2 separate regions of the Mus musculus genome follow, and region 2 is linked to region 1. The links are chromatin contacts, called in public capture Hi-C maps. All regions are on one chromosome and are shown on one strand. Each heading gives the region's core, a stretch centred on a gene start, on an enhancer-like site or on the middle of the called end of the contact. The rest is flanking DNA. Distances are from core to core; before and after follow the strand shown. Region 1 holds the start of Rps6kl1 (ribosomal protein S6 kinase-like 1). Region 2 holds the start of Batf (basic leucine zipper transcription factor, ATF-like).

Evidence for each region. Capture Hi-C pulls out chosen DNA fragments and counts their contacts.
Region 2: a contact with region 1 is called in a capture Hi-C map of macrophages, with 3 times the contacts expected there. The contact joins the promoter of Batf here to the promoter of Rps6kl1 in region 1. A contact is called at or near these places in 9 of 39 promoter capture datasets (the 3T3-L1 cell line, cranial neural crest, hematopoietic stem and progenitor cells and 6 more), 2 of 484 Hi-C or Micro-C datasets (the G1E-ER4 cell line and bone marrow-derived macrophages), 3 of 115 datasets of contacts at active chromatin or transcription factors (craniofacial prominence, large pre-B cells and microglia) and 3 of 9 other capture datasets (embryonic stem cells, liver and macrophages).

The regions. Positions count from the first base shown.
Region 1 is chr12:85,147,599-85,153,588 of GRCm38.p6, forward strand. It overlaps Rps6kl1 (ribosomal protein S6 kinase-like 1), which reads right to left and starts at 3,666. Exons shown (of 11, transcript NM_146244.4): 1 at 3,565-3,666; 2 at 2,026-2,310; 3 at 148-272. The coding sequence starts at 2,290.
Region 2 is chr12:85,683,313-85,689,302 of GRCm38.p6, forward strand. It overlaps Batf (basic leucine zipper transcription factor, ATF-like), which reads left to right and starts at 3,408. Exons shown (of 3, transcript NM_016767.2): 1 at 3,408-3,661; 2 at 5,956-5,990. The coding sequence starts at 3,599.

The DNA of each region.
Region 1 (5,990 bases), core at 2,416-4,915:
AGAGGGTGGGCAACCTTGCTTCACACTCAGACTCACATCCTCTGCTGCCCACTCCTCCTTGGGGCAGGAGGGGAGTGAGGGTTGTATGGGGGAGGGGCTGTCTCTCCCCAGAGTCCTCCTTCTCTTCCTCAGGGAGGTTCTCCTCACCGTGTTGGGACTGGCTCCACTGCCCAGGGTCCGCTGCAGGTGGCAGTTGAAGATCTCCTCTGCCCTCCGTAGGTACTTGGTAATTTTCAGCTTCACAGCTTCACGCCTCTCCTTGTTGGGGTCAACTGTGGGGAACCAGGGGTCGCCATCTGTGGTCACCAGGACTGTGCTCCACCCTCTATCCTGGGCTTACTGGTGGCTGAGATGCCAACTCCGTCAACTACGTCTGCCTGTCACCACCGCCCATGGCTCCTACTTCTCAGACAGCTTTAGCTGGTTCATCCCCCCAGCTCTGTGTGTGAGATCAGGGGCTGAGATGAGAGATGCATGAGGAAACGGGGAACCACCATGGCCCTCAGCCACCTGTTCTTTACAGCGGTACCCACCACCTCACTGACTGTTCTCACATCCTGGGAAGGATCAAGGTGGAGATTTTTATGTCTCTTTCCTTCAGAAGAGGAGAGAGACGCTTCCAGAGGACAATGCTGCCTCTATCTCTGCCTCCCATTATGAAAAAGGCCTGGGTGGAGACCAGATTAGACGGAATAAGGAATGCTTTGGGCACTCCTGAAGCTCAGGCATGGCAGGGTCCCCTCTACAGTGAGTCTGGTGACTCTAGTCATCATAGCCTGCCTGCCACAGGCCCTTGAGTCTGAGAGTTAGCATGGAAATGCCTCCTTCTGCCCCATCAGCGCTTCCCTCTTGCCCACAAGCCTGGGCCTCCCTTCCTCCCTCCCTCTCTGTGGAACACTGCTAGGCCTTTACTGGACACATATATGTCAGCATTCACATCTGGATGTCCCTTGCTAGGTCCCTCTGACCCCAGTTCTCCTCTTTTCTCCCTTTGCCTGCCCCTCTTTGTTCTTCCCACCCAGGATTATAATTTCATATCCACCTGTCAGTCAGCCCCACCTCCCCCCACCCCTGGAGTGCAATTTCCAGAGGGCCACTGCACAGCCCAGCTCCGTGGCCAGGCAGGTGCAGCAGGCCAAGTATGTAAGCCACAGGAGCTGATGAAGCCACAGTCCCACCTTCCGGTGTAGCCCTCAGCAGCTGTGGAGCCTTGAGCTCCATGCCTCAATTTCTGCACCTGGAAAGTGAGTTCCTGCTGGCACTGGAGAGATGGTTTGGTGGTTAAGAGCACAGCCTGCTCTTCTAGAGGACCCGGGTTCAATTCCCAGCACCCACATGGCAGCTCACAAGTGTCTGTAACTTCAGTTCCAGGGTATCTGACACCCTTACACAGACATACATTCAGGCAAAACACCAGTGCACATAAAACAGATAAAAAATGAATCATTAAAAAAAGAAGGGCTGGAGAGATGGCTCAGAGGACAAGAGCACTGACTGTTCTTCCAGAGGTCCTGAGTTCAATTCCCAGCAGCCACATGGTGGCTCACAACTATCTGTAATGGGATCCAATGCCCTCTTCTGGTGTGTCTGAAAACAGCTACAGTGTACTCATATACATAATATAAATAAATTTAAGAAGGAGGAGGAGGAAGAAGAGGAGGAGGAGGAAGAGAAGAAGAAAATTAGTTTTTGCCCAGAGCACACACTTGTAGCCTGAGCCATCAGGGAACTGATCTAGGAAGATTAGCCTGGGCAACAATGAAAGGCCTATCTCAAAAAATGATAATAATGATCATACTAATAATTCCTATATACTTCTATTAATGTGAGACTTGAATGAGTTAATATAGTGAAAACCTAATGGGGTCTGCCAGGTAGAAATGCCTTAATAAATCTAAGTCCTCAGAAATGTCCTTCACGGAAGTCAGGCAGGGTTAACACAATGCCCTAGTATGGATAGAGACAAAGGACCCTCCACTGGCCCTCTCCTGTCCACCTTCTGTCCACACACATTCCCACCCATACCATGCACACCGCGGAGTAGCACGTCCACACCATTCTGGTAGTGGTTGAAGGCAGCCTCGTAGTCTTCACTGACATCTCGCTCCAGTGCCAGGTGGATCTGTGTAGCTGCATCTACCAGGTAGTCACGTTTGGTCACATCGGCTGTCCCTGTAGCTACCCGGTTACGAATCTGTTCCAGGTACATGCAGGCCTGGGACCGTGCTCGTGAACAGGGCTCTGGCTCCAGGCCTGGTCCAGGTGGACATTCACAGGCTACCAGGCTCATAGTGGCCCTGCTGTTGTGACCTGTAAGAAGCAAAGGTCTTAGGGGAGACACGTGTTGGGAGCCACACCCCTACCTGTACTCCAGCTTCCTCTACTAAACATTGGAGAGACAGATGTTCACATCCAAAAGCTGGAGGGACGAGCGATGGTAAGGTCCCGTCTTTGAGCTGGGTCCTACCTCAGTGTGGCAATGATAGATTAACACAGCAGTGTGTGTGTGTGGGGGGGGGGCTTTCTTTTCTTTTCCACTCAAATTCAGCTCCACAAATACCATGCTGTATGAACGGAGCACGGAAAACTGGGGGTACCTGTGACCCACAGCTGCCTTTGAGGGGTGTCCACAGAGTAAACCTAGTGTCAAGAGCATAGTAAACATACCAAAGTCACACACTGGCTTAAAGCTGGTCTCACCTCTCCTCCACCTCAGGTCTCCCCTCCTCCCTGTCTTCCTTGTGAAGTTCCATTCAGCTCAGGGGTACCTCTCCCCAGACAAAACCTTTGGCCCAGAGAGGTCCTGAGTCAGCAAGTGGGGAACTCCCCCCCCCCAATACCCAGGCTCCAAGCCGGAATGGCGAGCTCATCAAAGCCCCCTGGGAGATGAGGTGATTGACAGATTAGATGCCAGTTCATGTGGAGTTCAGCGAGAGTGTCAGGGTGACCCAGCCCTATGGAGGCTATCCCAGAAGTCCAGGGGCCTGTGCGCCCTCCCAAGGACCTGACAGTAACTCCTCCCCAAGCAATGTGTGACCCCAATGGCCCAAGGGATAAGAGTGGCGGCTGCCAGAGGGGAAGGGGCAAAGAGAAAGCAGCCAGCAGTGCGGTCCCTGTCCCTCACAGCAGCCTAGCAGCCACCGTTGCTGTCTCGGGTACCCTGGAAAATGACCAGGGGGTAGCTTTTCTCCCTGGATCTTTTCCACCTCGGCAAGGAAAGAGACACAGGATAAAGGAAGAGGTGGGGAGGAAACGCACATATCCAAGCAGCCAGGAGGCCAGGAGATGGAGAAAGGCGGCCTTCCTGCTCTGCCAGGCCCAGCGGGATAGGTAGCTTCGAGGCCTGTGCTGGGGCACCGACGCCGGCTGCGCAGGGCTGCGAGTTGCGGGTCCAGCTTTCGGAGCCGCGTGCCTAAGACTATACACGTCAAGCAAGCAGCGCGTGCACGACCCCGGCACACAAGGTGCATCACTATAGGGAACGTCCAAGGAGGTCGGGCTGAGGCAGGGAGGGGAAGCCTCCTCTCCTGAGAGGATGGCTCAAGAGCAGACCAAATACTATACCTGTCCGCGTGCCAGAGCTCCGGGCCTTCCCGCCAACGCTGTCCCTTCACCTTCTGCAAGGCTCCGTCTGTGCCTACCACCCTTCCGCAGGTGCCTGGGGGCGGGGGTGGGGCGTCTAGCCGGGTGCCTGCCAGCCATTGGCTAAGGATGAGCTCATCCTCAACCCGTTAGAATAAACCTCCAATCATCGTTCTCCTCGGCTTCTGACAGCCCTTAAAGCCCTAGAGTTTGCAAGGCCAGGAACTCAGGAGTGGGAGTCAGTGGGGATGGATGTGGGTGACTGAGTGTAGCAGGGAGAGAAAAGGTCTATTGTCACCCAGGGATGTGGCTGCCTTAGACCTCTAAGCCAATGAAACTTAACCACAGCACGTTCAAGAGACTTTCTTCATTCACTACTTCAGTTAGTCAATGTTTCTCTGTTGGGTGTGTACTCTGCCCTAGGGCTTAGGGTAGAGCTGCCTCTATGGCTTCACAGATCAATCTGCCCAGGGCTTCCTGGGCTCTAAGGTCAGGCGAGTGGTTCGGAGTTGAGCAGCACCGAATCCTAACCTGGAGTCAGAAATGCATTCCCAAGAAAGGCACAAACGACCCCGACCCCCTTACTTGTCAGAAGCCACTCTGCGCTTTGCTGTGACCTTGTCTCTGGTAGTTTTCCACACCGGTCTCCTCTGACTCCTCTTCCTCCTCCACACCCCTTCCTCACCCAGAGCTGTTGTCGTCTCTGGGGATCACACTCAGGTCACCAGGCTCAAATGGCAGCACCTTATGCACTAAACCACGTCACCAGCCCCAGATTTATCTCTTTATTAAAATAAAACAACCTTTTAATTTTTGAGTTATTTATTTTTATCTTATGTATATTGGTGTTTCGCTTGCAAATATGTCTGTGTGCGGTGTTCGATTCTTGAAATTGGACTTACAGACAGTTCTAAGCTACCATGTGGGTGCAGGAAATTGAACCCCGATCCTCTGGACAAGCAGCCAGTGCTCCCAACCATGAGGTCATCTCATCATCCCTAAAGCATCTTAAGGGGGAGAGGGAGGGGGGAGGGGGAGAGACAGAGGAGAAGAGAGAGAGAGAGAAGAAAAGAGAGAAGAGAAGAGAAGAGAAGAGAAGAGAAGAGAAGAGAAGAGAAGAGAAGAGAAGAGAAGAGAAGAGAAGAGAAGAGAAGAGAAGAGAAGAGAAAGAGAGAGAAGAAGAGAAGTAGCTTGGGTCTGGTATGGGCTTTCAAAACCTGAAAACACACTTCCTCCAGTGAGACCACACCTCCTAACCCTTCTAATCCTAGCAAAGAGTGTCACTCCCTTGTCACAAAGCATTTAAATACATGAGTCTATGAGGTCCATTTTTATTCACACGGACACATTTTAACAAGCTAAAGACAAAAAATTCAAAACTGAGCAAAGGATTTTAATAATTTCCTCAAAGAAGATATAAAAACAACCAGTAAATAGATGAGAAGATATTTAATATCATTGGTTCTTAAGGGAATGCAAATTAAAACCACAACAACGCATCGCTGATATCCACTGGATGGCCATAGTTAGACAAATTACCATAGCAAGGCTTGACAGTGTTCTGGGGAAACGGGGACCTTACACTGCTGTCAGGGATGTGGATGATAAGACTCTGCAGAAAGTGTGTTAGTCGATGCTCACAAAGTTAAATTTACAGTTATGTACGATCCAGGGTTTCACTCCTGTGAAAGTCCACACACAAATGTCATTAGCAGCAACAATCACAACAGACAAAAGTGCAATGTCGTCACAAGGCTCACACTCCTAGGGACCTGCCTGCCTCTGCCTCCCCAGGGCCGGGAATAACTGTGTGTGCCACCACTGCCTGGCTTAAAACTTATTCTTTATTTCTGTGTATGTGTGTGTGTGTGAATGTGCCCAAGGAGGTGAGAGAGGCATCAGCTTCCTGAAGCTGGGGACTACTGGACAGTTGTGAGCTGCCCAAGGTGGGTGCTAGGGGCTGAACTCAGGTCCTCTGCAAGAACCATCATGTGCTCTTAACCACTGAGCCATTTCTCCAGCCCGATTACACATACTTTTTAAGTGACATGCATGTGTGTTTGTATTGCACAACGCCCCAGCATGCAGTGGGAGGTCAGAGTGCAACTTGCAGGAGTCAGTTCTCTCCTACCTTTTGCGTTTCAGGAATCAAACTCAGGTCATTAGGCATGGTGGCTAATGTGTGTATCTGCTTTTGCTGAGCTATTTTGACTTTGTTTGTTTGCTTCTTCCTTCCTTCCTTCCTTCCTTCCATTTTGGTCTTTTATTATTATTATTATTATTAGATATTTTCTTCCTTCCTTTCTTTCTTTCTTTCTTTCTTTCTTTCTTTCTTTCTTTCTTTTTGTTTTTGGGGTTTTTGTTTGTTTGTTTGTTTGTTTGTTTGTTTTTGAGACAGGGTTTCTCTG
Region 2 (5,990 bases), core at 2,158-4,657, 540 kb after region 1:
AGTTGTTGTTGTTATTATTATTATTATTATTAATTTTATAAAACTTTCTTCTGATGGTTTTATTATTTGACAGTAGTATAGATTGAACCGTGAACCTCAGTACATGCAAGGCAAGCTCTTTTCCACTGAGTTACACCCTCAGCCCTGATATTTATTATTTTTAAACATAATTATTTTAAAGTAATTTGTTAATATTCCATTGAATGAGACCCCTCCTTCCATACAGAAGACATCATTTGTATTTCTCTTCTCACTGGTTCCTAGTACTTAAACACTGTACTGACTCGACATCATTGAGTCAAAGCCACCACTGACTGCTGAGTGATAGACTTTTCAGAGCTAAGAACTTTGTGCACATTATAACTCATAACTACTTTGGTTGTTGGACTATGCTTTTCTTTCTATGAAAGCAGTGTCTCTGTCTTGCTTATACTTATGATTCTTGATTCTTGTTACAACACATAATAGGTGGGAAATCTGTCGGGTGAAACTAAATGCAATATAAATAAGATCATTATAATCCTTAAGGGGTTTTTAATATACTTAGGTTTAGAGAAGATGCAAGTCGTAACTTCTAGTTGTATGGGAGCTTAGTCGGACCTTATTCAAACAGCCCTTTATTGGGTGCCTACTAGGTACCGGACATGGAACTGTAAACATGAGACAGTCTTCAGCTTGAACAGGGGCCACATCTCACCACCTTCATCGCCACCTCTGTGATTCATGCTACCAGTATCTTTTCTTTTGTTTAGGACAATGAGATTACAATGTTAAACCCAACATTGTAATCCTAACTGGTCTTCCCTCATTCACTTTTCTCCCCACAGGAAAATCTCAACTGTGTCTAAAGGGATCCCAGGATACTCCAGTCAGAGCATGTAGTTCCCCTGCTCTCACACTACCAACGTCTGCCCACCTGGGGGAGGCAGCAGGCTTGACCTTACAAGTCTTCAACTGGGTCTGAGTCAAGAGGTGGACTGTATCTTCAGCCCACTGAACATTGAGCGACTTTGTGACTTTCTTTGGTCAATAGGATGTGGTAGATGGGACTCTGAGCTAGACCTGATCATGGATGTTGGCAGGTTCTGAGTTCTGCCTTTAGAATCCGGCACCTGCCAAGGGAACAACAGGCAGGATGGCTGGGAGGGTGGGGTGGGGTGGGCCAGGGAGAACAGACCAGTCAGTTACCAACCAACTCAGCAGCTGAGAGGTCTGGATGAGATCAGAGCTACTGTGGCCTTCTGGAATCTTCTGAATGACCTACAAACTCAGCCAAAAGCATGCCTGTTTAAAGCTCTCGTGAAGTCCTTGGTATGTTACACAGTGGAAACTTACTGATAAACTGTCTCGTTCAGGGGAAAAAGTCAAGTGTTTTGCCTGGCACATGGTGGGTGCTCAGGGGACGCTTGATTAAATAAGAAATTCCCAAATGCAGTTTGCCTTCCAGTGAAGAAAATAAGTTCTAAAACAATCAGCGGCTACGATAAGTGCTCTGAAACAAACAGGCAGTCGCAGTGGCTAGATCTGAGGATCTAGGGAACGGGGCACGGGCCTGTGGTTGGTTCTCTGGTTACTTTAGAATGAGGCAAAACTCCTCCCAATTGACTCCAAGAGCCTTGAGAGACGTCCCGGCTGATCCACGTACCGAACTTATCCCCTACCAGTCCCCTGCCACTCTCAGGACCTCTGATCCGGAGACACTGGGCTCTCTGGTGTTCCACCTCAGGTGTGTGCCTGGACCTTTCTTCACTTAGCCTCTCTGCTCCCCCTCAGGTTCCTGCTCACGTGTGACCCCTTCACCAAGCCCTTCCTGGCCAGCTTACAAAAGTGGCCACTCTTCGAATTCTCCTACCCTGCTCTATTTTTATCTGTGACACTTGACACTCCCTGATGTATTATGTCAGCTCAGTTGTTTTACCTGTCTGCTCTCACCACTAAATACAAATTCTACAAGGATTGACTTTTATTATTATTATTATTATTATTGTTATTGTTATTATTGTTATTATTATTATTTTGATAGGTTTGTCCTTAGAACAATATTGTCGTCAGGCAGAATTGTAATCAGTGGATACAAAAATGCTTTAGGAGCCATAACATATTGTCAGCCCTCAGATTAATCGAGGTGAGCATTTGAGCCACACTGGGAATAGAGTAAGAGCTTTTATTTTAATATGTGTGCGTGTCTTGCCTGCACATATGTATGTGCCCCGTGTCCATTTCCTGGTACCCGAGGAGTCAGGAAGAGGACCCCTGGAACTGGAGTAACAGATGATTGGGCCACTGTCTGGATGTTAGGACTAGATCCCAAGTCCTCTGGACGAGCAGCCAGTGTTCCTAACTGCTGAGCATCTTTCCAGTCCCCAAACTTTAAAAAAAAATAGCCAAAACACTGGGATGAGAATGGGACTGTTCACTAAAGCGACAAGCGTGTTCGTGTCATGGGACACATGCCAAACACCGCCACTCCACAGCATGCTTTACAGAGTGGGGGACATTCCTATTCAAATTGTCATCCCTCATTGCAGTAGCCCTGAAAGGTAGTAGGTGGGGCAGGTTTTAGGTGTGTGTGTGTGGTGGGAGGCTGGGGGGGGGGGGAGTAGGGATAGGGAGTCACTGGATTCTCATCATATCGATCTGACTCCAAGTCCAGAGCCTCTGTCCCTCATTTTGACGTTCTCTCCTTGTTGGGTTATGACGTCACTGACTTCTGAAGACTCAAGGTCAACCTTGAACTCCTGAAGGAGCCCCTCCACAGAAGGTAGGTATCCTTTCTCTAGGGAGAATGAAAGTGTCTTGCTAAGAGGACAGGGGATAGATAATAAACTTCTTTAGCATCGATTCCAGAGACTCCCCGAGACTCTCAGCTAGCCCCAACGTCTTGCTTGGTCATCTGTAAAAGGCAGTGCCCTCCTTTCTTTTTGTCCCCAGCCCACCGAACTGTCCTATAGGTGAAGGAGGAAGGCCGGTCATAAAACAGGATGGGCAGTTGCTTTCGGGTGAAACCCAGAAAGGGTCCTCAGGCTTGTCGCTGACTGTATTTAGATTTAAAAATCAAGGCCTGTGACCTGGAGGCTCTTTCCTGCTGCTCTCTGCCATGTTGACAGCAGAGAACTTGCTAATTCTGGCCGGGGATTTTCCCTGTGTGGCTGTTTTTCTTCTTTATCTTCATCAATTGAAGAGCGCTCGCTCTGCCTTTCAAACTGCCTGCCGGAAGATACTGGGGGTTTGTGTATTTTTTTTTCTTTCACCTAATTCTGTGGTCTTTTCCCAGATGTGTATTTTCTCTCTACCTTCTTTCTAACTTGTTGACGTTTCCGCCCATGTGACTTCCAGCTTGAATTACCAGAAACCACAAGAGAGGGCCTGTGCGCAAGCCCCAAAGCAGCGAGATGTCCCTGTGGGGAGCAGTCCCTCTGCACCCGAGAGAGAGGAGGACGCAGGGGTCTGTCAGAGGTTGCTGTTGGGCAAGCAGGGGAGGTACCTGTGGAAGGTGGTGTGCTGGTGGCCCCCTAGCAGTCAAGAAGGGGAGCCAGCTAGTGAGAAGATCGCCCAGAGGCATCTGGGACGGTGTGGGAGAGCCCGGAAGATTAGAACCATGCCTCACAGCTCCGACAGCAGTGACTCCAGCTTCAGCCGCTCTCCTCCCCCTGGCAAACAGGTACCCCCTTCGTCCCCCTCCCCCACGCCCCGCATGCCTTGCCTTCTGATTTTCCTGGGGTGGTAGAAGAGGGGTAGGCTCCCTTGTCCTGCCCAGGGAGCTCTGTCTGGGGAAGGAAGTAGCTCGTGGCAGGAACTCTCTAGCAGACTCTGGACCGTGTGGTGTTTGCTATACAGAGGTCCAAGGGCTGAAGCTTCGCATCCCGCCACAAAAGCCTCTCTTTCCAAGAGGTACCCCTCGTCTCTGCCACTTAGGTTCCCACCGTGAAACTTTCTAGGAAGCTGGGGGCAGGGTGAATATCACAGAGCTTAGAAGTATGGTCAACCATAAGCAGAGGAATGTTCCAGTAGATCGCTGCTTCGGGCTCCACCCAAATCCTAGAGTTGTAGCTTTCCAGGAAAAAACCAAGCAAGTGGCAAGACAGAACCGAGGTCAGGGAAGAGAAATATAGCAAATCAAAGCAAGGTAGACAGGAGGAGAAGAGTGGCAAGATCTGCCTGCGGATTGCCTCGGTAACTCCAGCAGTCCGTGGGAAGGGAGGCTAAAGCTACAACCTGTATCTTTCCCCCCCACCCCCCATGTGGCTTCCAGATAGAAGAAAGAAGGCCATGGTCCAGGAGGCGTGTCAGAGACTTTCACTAGTAGCTAATATCATCCCTGAAAAACCAGGGATGGAGGGAAAGATTCTGAGACTCTTAGACTCTTGACTGATACCAAGCCGAAATGTCTCAGACTGAAAGATGCCTCCGATGGGATGCCTTTCTCACCTTGTGGTTTCTGGGTCTCTCTACCACGTTCCTGATGCCCCTTGTTCTAGACATTTCTCCTCCTCATCCAACATAGACCCACGGATTAAACTTTTTTACATCTCATCTTAAAAACTATATTCTTTCCTTAGCACACATATTGGGAGGGGCTCAGAGGTAGAGTGTTTGGCTCACACACATCCAGGGGGCTGCAAAACGCTACAAACAAAATAAACGTAAACTACCTGACCACCGGCTCCCACATCTGTCACAAGCCCTCACCAAAAGCCATACTGGTGAAGACCTCAAGAGGGAGATAGTCCCTCGCTCACGATGGTATCAGAGCAACTCAGACTGCCTGGAAGATGGTACCCCAGTCTCTTCTTAAGAAGGAAATTACTCACAGCTTCCATGGCAACCTAGTCCCTTAGCACATTAAAGGAAGAATATATCCTTGCCCTCTCTAACCCAATGTCCGTTTGCTAGAATGACCTGGAAAGTTTGAGTAAAGAGGGAAGGGAATCAGAACCTGACCCAAGGGTCTTTGCCCCTCAGGCCAGTGGAGGTAGGTGACAGGGTGGGGGTTGCAGAAGGGCTTCTCTTCCCTGATCTTCTATAGGAGATACTTAGAAAGCACTCAAAGAGCACTGTGTCCTCCAAAGCACCCGTCAGTGGCTCACTAAAGCAGGCGACCTGCACTTCATAAAATGATTTGGTGGTGGTGGTGGTGGGGTTACCTCATCTGTAGCAGGCATCATGTTCAGGACTAGGAAGGTCTCAAGATGTCTGCACAATGATGGACCGAATAAAACAGATCTGGGCGGCGCCCTCTGCCTAGGGGTGCAGCACAATGAAATTAATAGTCAAGGGGGAATTCTCAGAAAGGATTGAGCATCAGTGCCAGAAAGATGTCATACCCCTGGATGTCCATGAGCTCAGGGATCAGGGTGGAGAGCCTCAGCTTCGTACTGTGTAAAATAGAAAAGACGGTGCCTGCTCAGAAAGCTGGGGAGTTGAAGCATAGCGTCTCCGAACGCGCTTGTACAGAAGTTGGCACATGGTAAATGCTCAGCGGAGTTTTCAAAGACAACAGCAAAAGGAGCATCAAGAAGGTTTAGCATGTGCGCACACATGCACATATATACATGCACACACACTCACACGCACACATACCTCACATGCATACATATGTATACACACATGTACACACACACACACACACACAGAGTGAAGCTAGAACAGCTCTGGAGAGAGCAGAAGTGATGGCATCTTAACTGGAATTTCCCAAAGTAGCCCTCCTGAGGCTTCAATTTCTCTTCACTTTTGAGTAGCTTTTGATCATAAGAAGACCATAGGAGACCCAAGGGTGGGTAGCAGGGAATGCTGAAGAAAATGTCTTTGGGTACAGGCCTTTTGTAAATAAGGGGAATGGACAATACAGAAAGAACTGAGGACCGGGAAGGAAGGAAGGAAAGGAGGGAGGAAACCAATGTCCTATTTTGACTAAGAGGAACGATCAGACCTACCGTTGATATCTCTGCTTCCTAGGACTCATCTGATGATGTGAGGAAAGTTCAGAGGAG